2 separate regions of the Mus musculus genome follow, and region 2 is linked to region 1. Evidence: chromatin contacts called from public targeted proximity ligation data. All regions are on one chromosome and are shown on one strand. The core of a region is the stretch at or near the end of the contact, and the rest is flanking DNA. Distances in the headings are between cores, read along the strand shown.

The links.
Region 2: a contact with region 1 is called in a targeted proximity ligation map of embryonic stem cells, with 2.1 times the contacts expected there. A contact is called at or near these places in 3 of 39 promoter capture datasets (hippocampal neurons, liver and pre-B cells), 3 of 484 Hi-C or Micro-C datasets (LSK cells, embryonic stem cells and pro-B cells) and 1 of 130 datasets of targeted methods (embryonic stem cells).

What each region holds. Positions count from the first base shown.
Region 1 is chr19:5,537,870-5,540,569 of GRCm38.p6, forward strand. It overlaps the pseudogene Gm31166. Among named protein-coding and RNA genes, the nearest start is that of Ovol1, 21 kb to the right of the region's middle.
Region 2 is chr19:6,013,790-6,016,561 of GRCm38.p6, forward strand. It overlaps Capn1 (calpain 1), which reads right to left and starts at 1,458. Exons shown (of 22, transcript NM_007600.3): 1 at 1,317-1,458; 2 at 412-679; 3 at 207-276. The coding sequence starts at 678. It overlaps Gm10814 (predicted gene 10814), which reads left to right. Exons shown (of 5, transcript NR_045783.1): 2 at 440-567; 3 at 1,080-2,023; 4 at 2,528-2,694.

The DNA.
Region 1 (2,700 bases), core at 27-2,526:
CCCACCTCTCTCTGTTTTTGGCTGGGCGTTAACAGTTTACTCTGGGTGGCCTCAGTTTCACTCTGTAATCCAGGTAGGCTTGAACTTGTGATCCTCCTGCCTCAGCCTTCTAAGGAGCCACCAGCCTGGCATGGAGTTGGATTTTGTATGAGGCATATGTTGGCTTAAGTGTAGAAGAGCCATTTGTCCATGCCGATTATTCACAGCAGAGCCTTGAGGACAAAGACATTTTAAGACAGGAGTGTGGAGAGGAGGCATTCCTGGGAGAGGCTGAGATTCCCAGAAGTCTGAGAGAACTCACTCAGATGAGAGGAGTCTGGCAGTGGCATGAGGGAGAGCAGATCAGAAAGACAACAGTAACTCTGGAGCCGGGAGTGGAAAAGACTCACTGTTTAATTTCATCAAACCAACACCACGGGAACACAGCGTTCCTTTAGGTGCCAAAACTGTTCTTGGGAAAGAGTTGTGAGCGGAACCTTGCGCTATAAAGCTAGCATAAGGAGGTGATACGCTAACCCTCCAGGCGCCCCCAGGGTCATCTCTGTGGAGAATGAGCAAGGCCCTCAGCTACAGGGCAGGCAGCCCATGAAAGACAGGCCACGTTTGTATTCACTCTAGACTAGGCAATGCTGGGGGGAGGGCTAGGGGGTGCAGGGGTGGGTGGGTCTAAAAAGCTAACCTGTGGAGCCACAGGTGGGAACTAAAAGGCAGAACTGCTGTCACTAGACGTTGTGGGGAAGACGAAGGATCTGGTCACTTCCTGGGTCCCTGGTGCAGACCCAGCCTGAAGCTGCAGCTCCAGGACAGGAATATGGCCAGCTTGCTGTCTGCTGTCCAGCCAGTCCTTAGTCTTTGCTCAAACCTACCTGGTTTTCCTTCTTAGAACAGGAGGTAGAGAATAAGGCTGGGTGCTGCTGGTAGGGTGAGCGGTGTACACAGGAGTGTCCCCAGGGCCCGGTGGCAAGCCAATCCCACCTGAGGTCTCTGTTCTTCATTCAGAAGTGCTGTGATCAGCAGGTTGAGTCAAAACTGGGAGGGGCTGGGAAACCCCTCTGGCAGGAGATTTCGAAATGAGATTTGGATTAGAAAGAAAACATAGTGGGAAGGGTTCTAAGGCACAAAAGAGACAGGAAGAACTCCCATTCTGCCCAGGTCTTCACAGGCCATTGGCTATGGGGGAGGTAAACAGGATTGCCTGGAACAGAGAGGCAGCAACTGAGCCAGAAGAACCCAGGCAAGCAGAGCGGATCCTTGCTGCCTCCTTTGACAGCAGCACCCTGTGCTGCTGAGCTCGCCCGCTGCAGAGCGCGCCTTCAGTCTAGGGCATGTCAGCACCAGCAAGGGGTAGATAAACCCCAGGACTCCCACAGGAGAGAGAGAGCTTTGGGGGAGAGGGGGACCTGGCAGGAAAACTGGGAGAAAAGTGTAGCCTCGCTGGGTGAACTGGGAAATGGAGGGAGGAGTAGGGGGGCTTGGATACTCAGCCTTGGTGGCCCCAGACAAAAAAGGATGGGTAGCTCTTCACCCTACAAGATGTTCCCTGCGCTTGAACTCACAGTAGCTGTCATGAGAAGGCCTTGGGTTGCAGGTGCCAGGCAGGAAGAGCATGGGGGGCGCAGGTTGGAAAGAGAGGAGGGAGAAGAGATTTGAGGTGGGGAAACTGAGGAGGTAGGAGAGGAATGACTACAAGAATTCCCAACTAGGAAAAGGTGGATGGGGCATCATTGAAAGAGCCAAAGGTAAAAGGAAGGTTGGTTGATGCTAGACGTGGTAACACATGCGTCTAATCTGAGCATGCAGGAGGCAGAGATGCGAGGCCTACAGGGAGACATTCTAAAGAGAAATAAATACACAACTCCAAGTTCAAAGGTAACCGAGTCGCAGCTCATGCTTCTCATTTAAAAGCGCCACAGTTAAGAGTCTGGCCAAGGCAGAGCCAGCTGGCTGTGGTAAATCCATTTCAGTTAGGTGGTCTGAGGTCAGCAGGACTTTAGAAGGCTGTTCAGGACCGTGCCACGGAAGCTGAGAGTGATCCGTCAGAACTCCGTGAGCGAGCGGCTCTGGACAAGAGGGGCTTATGATTCATGAGCTTGCCTTCCTGCCTCGTGCAGGGTGGGGACCCATCCAACTGGAATCACCGCCCAGCCTCTCCCAGGCTCCTTAGATGACAAGCCTTGGCATCCTTGGTCCACCCAACTCAGGCCCCAAGCATTTTGCCAAAGCATCAGTAAACAAGTGGGGGAGGAGGCCACGGGTCTTTGCGGGTTGTCTTGTTTCCTTCTTCTGTGCTCAGTACATGGCTCGTCGGGATGTCTCATGGGGCCTTCAACATTCTTTCCTCAAGGCTGCCGATCACTGTCTCTTGAGCTTGTCAGGATAAGCTGCTTGTTTTATATTATTTTGGACCTGGAGATCCAAGAATTTGCTTGAACTCTATGTGGAGAAACCGTCCCTCACGGCCAGCACGCCCAAGCTTCCCGGGGCTCCCGGAAACGTGACCTCACCTGCTTGCTTGTCTTCCTTGCCAGACTTATATAAAAATAGAATCTCTTTAGTTGTCACGTTCAGCATGTGCTTAGGCGTTTGTAGTTCCAAAGCCGTGAAACATAGTTAATCCACGCAAGTCTGCTCTCTGTCACTGCGGTTTACAGATGCGGAGACTCCGGAAAGCAAAGTCCGTCTTCAGAGCCAACCTTGACT
Region 2 (2,772 bases), core at 208-2,707, 480 kb after region 1:
GCCACCAGGGATTCCCTGGGTGGGGTACCCTTCATCTCCCCTCCGCTTACAGAAAAGACCCAGGAATCTGGGCGAACCAGCACCTATGCTGATAGTCAAAACCTGTCTGGACCTGCAGGAGGGAGGAGTTGGGGCAGTGCCCAATGGAACGGGAACGGAGAACTACAATGGGGCAAACGCCCAGAACCCCACCCCTGGGGGCCTACCCAGTGCTCCCTGGCAGATGTCTGTCCGGGTGGCTCCATCCACGATGAACTGGGGGTTTGACATCAGTTCCTACAAGACCCACGGTCATGTTCCTGGGCCAGTCCCTCCTAGAAACTGGTACCCAGACACCACGAATAATGGGGGGGCCCAGTCCCATTGCCCACCACCATCAGAACCAAGTTCCACCCAGAGTGGCCCTCTTACCGTAGGCCGCTTCCATTTGATGCCATAGGTTTTAGAGGAATGAGGACCCAGTTCCTTGAAGCCCAGGCTATGAGAAACCGGAGGGAAGGCCTCGTCTTGGAAGAGGACCCCACTCTGCAGGCATCTTGCCCGAAGCGTTTCATAATCCTGGCCCAGGTACTTGATGGCGTTTTCATGGCGGCCCAAGCCCAGCTCCTTGTCCCGCTTCTTCTGTACTTGGGCTGACACCCCGGTGCAGTACACAGGGGTGATTAACTCCTCTGTCATCCTGGGGAACACATGGGCCTGGTAGAGATGCAGGCCTTCCCAGGGATAAAACACAACTGCCTGCCGACATTCTCCTGGACTCATTCCTCCCCAAACATGGGTCACTGCTCCCTTTACAGTGCCTGGGACTCTCAGCCACCTTGTTGTTAGGCTCTCAGAATCTGGAAAGGGGTGTCCAGTTTCTAGGTATCCTGGTCACCACCTCTCTTTTCCCTATTCTTACCGCCCAGAGGTGACAGTTTGGTATCAGCCATCCAGGCAGGTAGGATAGGGTGGAGGCCAGCCACAGCAGCAGAGCAGAGGTACTCCAGGTACGATCCCTGACACCATTTGCCTGCCTGTAACTTCCCCTCCACAAAGCTGCCAAGCATCTAGTTCATTTGCCCCTTTCCTCGGCTTAGGAACTGAAAACTCCACGCACTGATGCCTTTCCACAAGCTGAACATCAGAGCACTGGACACTGGCCCAGCTACAGCGGACAGGTTGAGCTGAGCGCCTGGGTTGAGCTGCTTCCGGACCCTTAACCCTCAGGCAAACACACAGAAGACCTGAAGCAGGGGCTGATCAGCGACAGCCCCCTAACCCCAGAAGCAGTGGCCTGGGTCAAACAGTCGTAGTCTGGACACCCAACTTCTTACCTGGGGAAGGGGAGTTTGGGAGATTGCTGCGGTCCCTGGGGCTGGCTTCCTTGGTGGCAGCTCAGGGCAGGGCCCAACCAGGAAGAGCGCTCCTCCCTGCCCTCCTCCCTGCCCTCCTCCCCGCCCTCCTCCACCGCCCCTCGGCCCTGGTCCCTCCCTCCCTGGTCCTCCACCTACGCCCGAGGCTCTTACCCCGCTCCCTCTAGGCTCTCCCTTATCTCCCCCGCAACACTTTTTTACTATCTCTTACTTAGGGTGTCTTTCAGTCCCCTCCCCCCGCCCCCTTCCTCTGCAGACTCTAAGCCAGCTCTGCGAGAGGACAAATTGGTAAATGGCAGAGTTGTCTCCCGGGAGGAGCCGGTCGCCGGTCCGGGTGAGAAGGGTTGGACTGGGACAGAAGGGCACCGCCGGCCAGAGAGAGGGTAGGGCAAGGGGTATTTTTAACTAGGGCCGCAGCTCGAGTTGCAGAGCCGCCGGCCCCACCCTATGTCGCCCTCCGGGAAGGTACTGGGGACGATCCGGCTCAGTGACGCCGCCAACACAGTCCTCCACCCGCCTCCTGCGCCCCCGCGTGCCTCTGGGTTGCAGCTGTCTTCCAGCCCAGCCGGCGCTCGGCGAAGCAGGGATTACCTCTGGTGGCTGCAACTGCTTGCTGGAGCTGCCCCTGGCTGGATGAGAGCTGACTTCTGCCGGACGCTAGACAAACGGTAGCCCCACCCCGGCCGGTCCCTGCCGCAGACCCGCTGTAGGGCTGAGCCAGCTCCCCACCCCCTCACCTTAGGGCGCAGGCCTGCAGAGCTAGCACTCCGCCCTAGCGGTCTTTGCGCACACCCTGCATGGCCTTAGGTAAATCCGTGCCTCGATTTCCCCAACCGTGCAGAAAAAAAAGAGGGACAATGGCCTTAGCCAATCTTTGTGTAGCATTCTGGCCTTCTCTTTCAAGTAATTGGTCTGCGCACCTGGGATCAGCTCCCTTGTGGGGGTTACCTGACCCGGGAGAGGGCAGCAGAGGCCCGGAACACCAGGGCAGGCTCACACAGGACCTGCAGATCCCCCTGGGCGCACTACAAGAGTTTGGAGCATCAAGGATGCAGAGGGATTGGAGCGGTCCCAAGGCTCTTCACAGTTATAGAGGTCACAGCATGGCCGATCAAGCTACATAAGATGGACAAGCATTCATTGAATAGATGGTGCTTTTCTTGGGATTCTAGGCACCTCGACACTCCAAAAGTTAAGAGCTGACTGCGTCTAACTTTCGCACCTGGGCGTTATGCTCAGCTGGGCATGAGCTGATGAAGACGCCTCTGCCTTCATGGTTAATGGAGAGGAAGGGTTGGTCCACACACTTTCCCCGACTGAAGCCTCATCTAATGCAGGTGTCAGTAAAGGCAGGAACTTTGGCAAGGGTGGGGAGATGCGCGTGGCCGGGGGCGGGGGAGAGGTAGGGTGGTGCCTG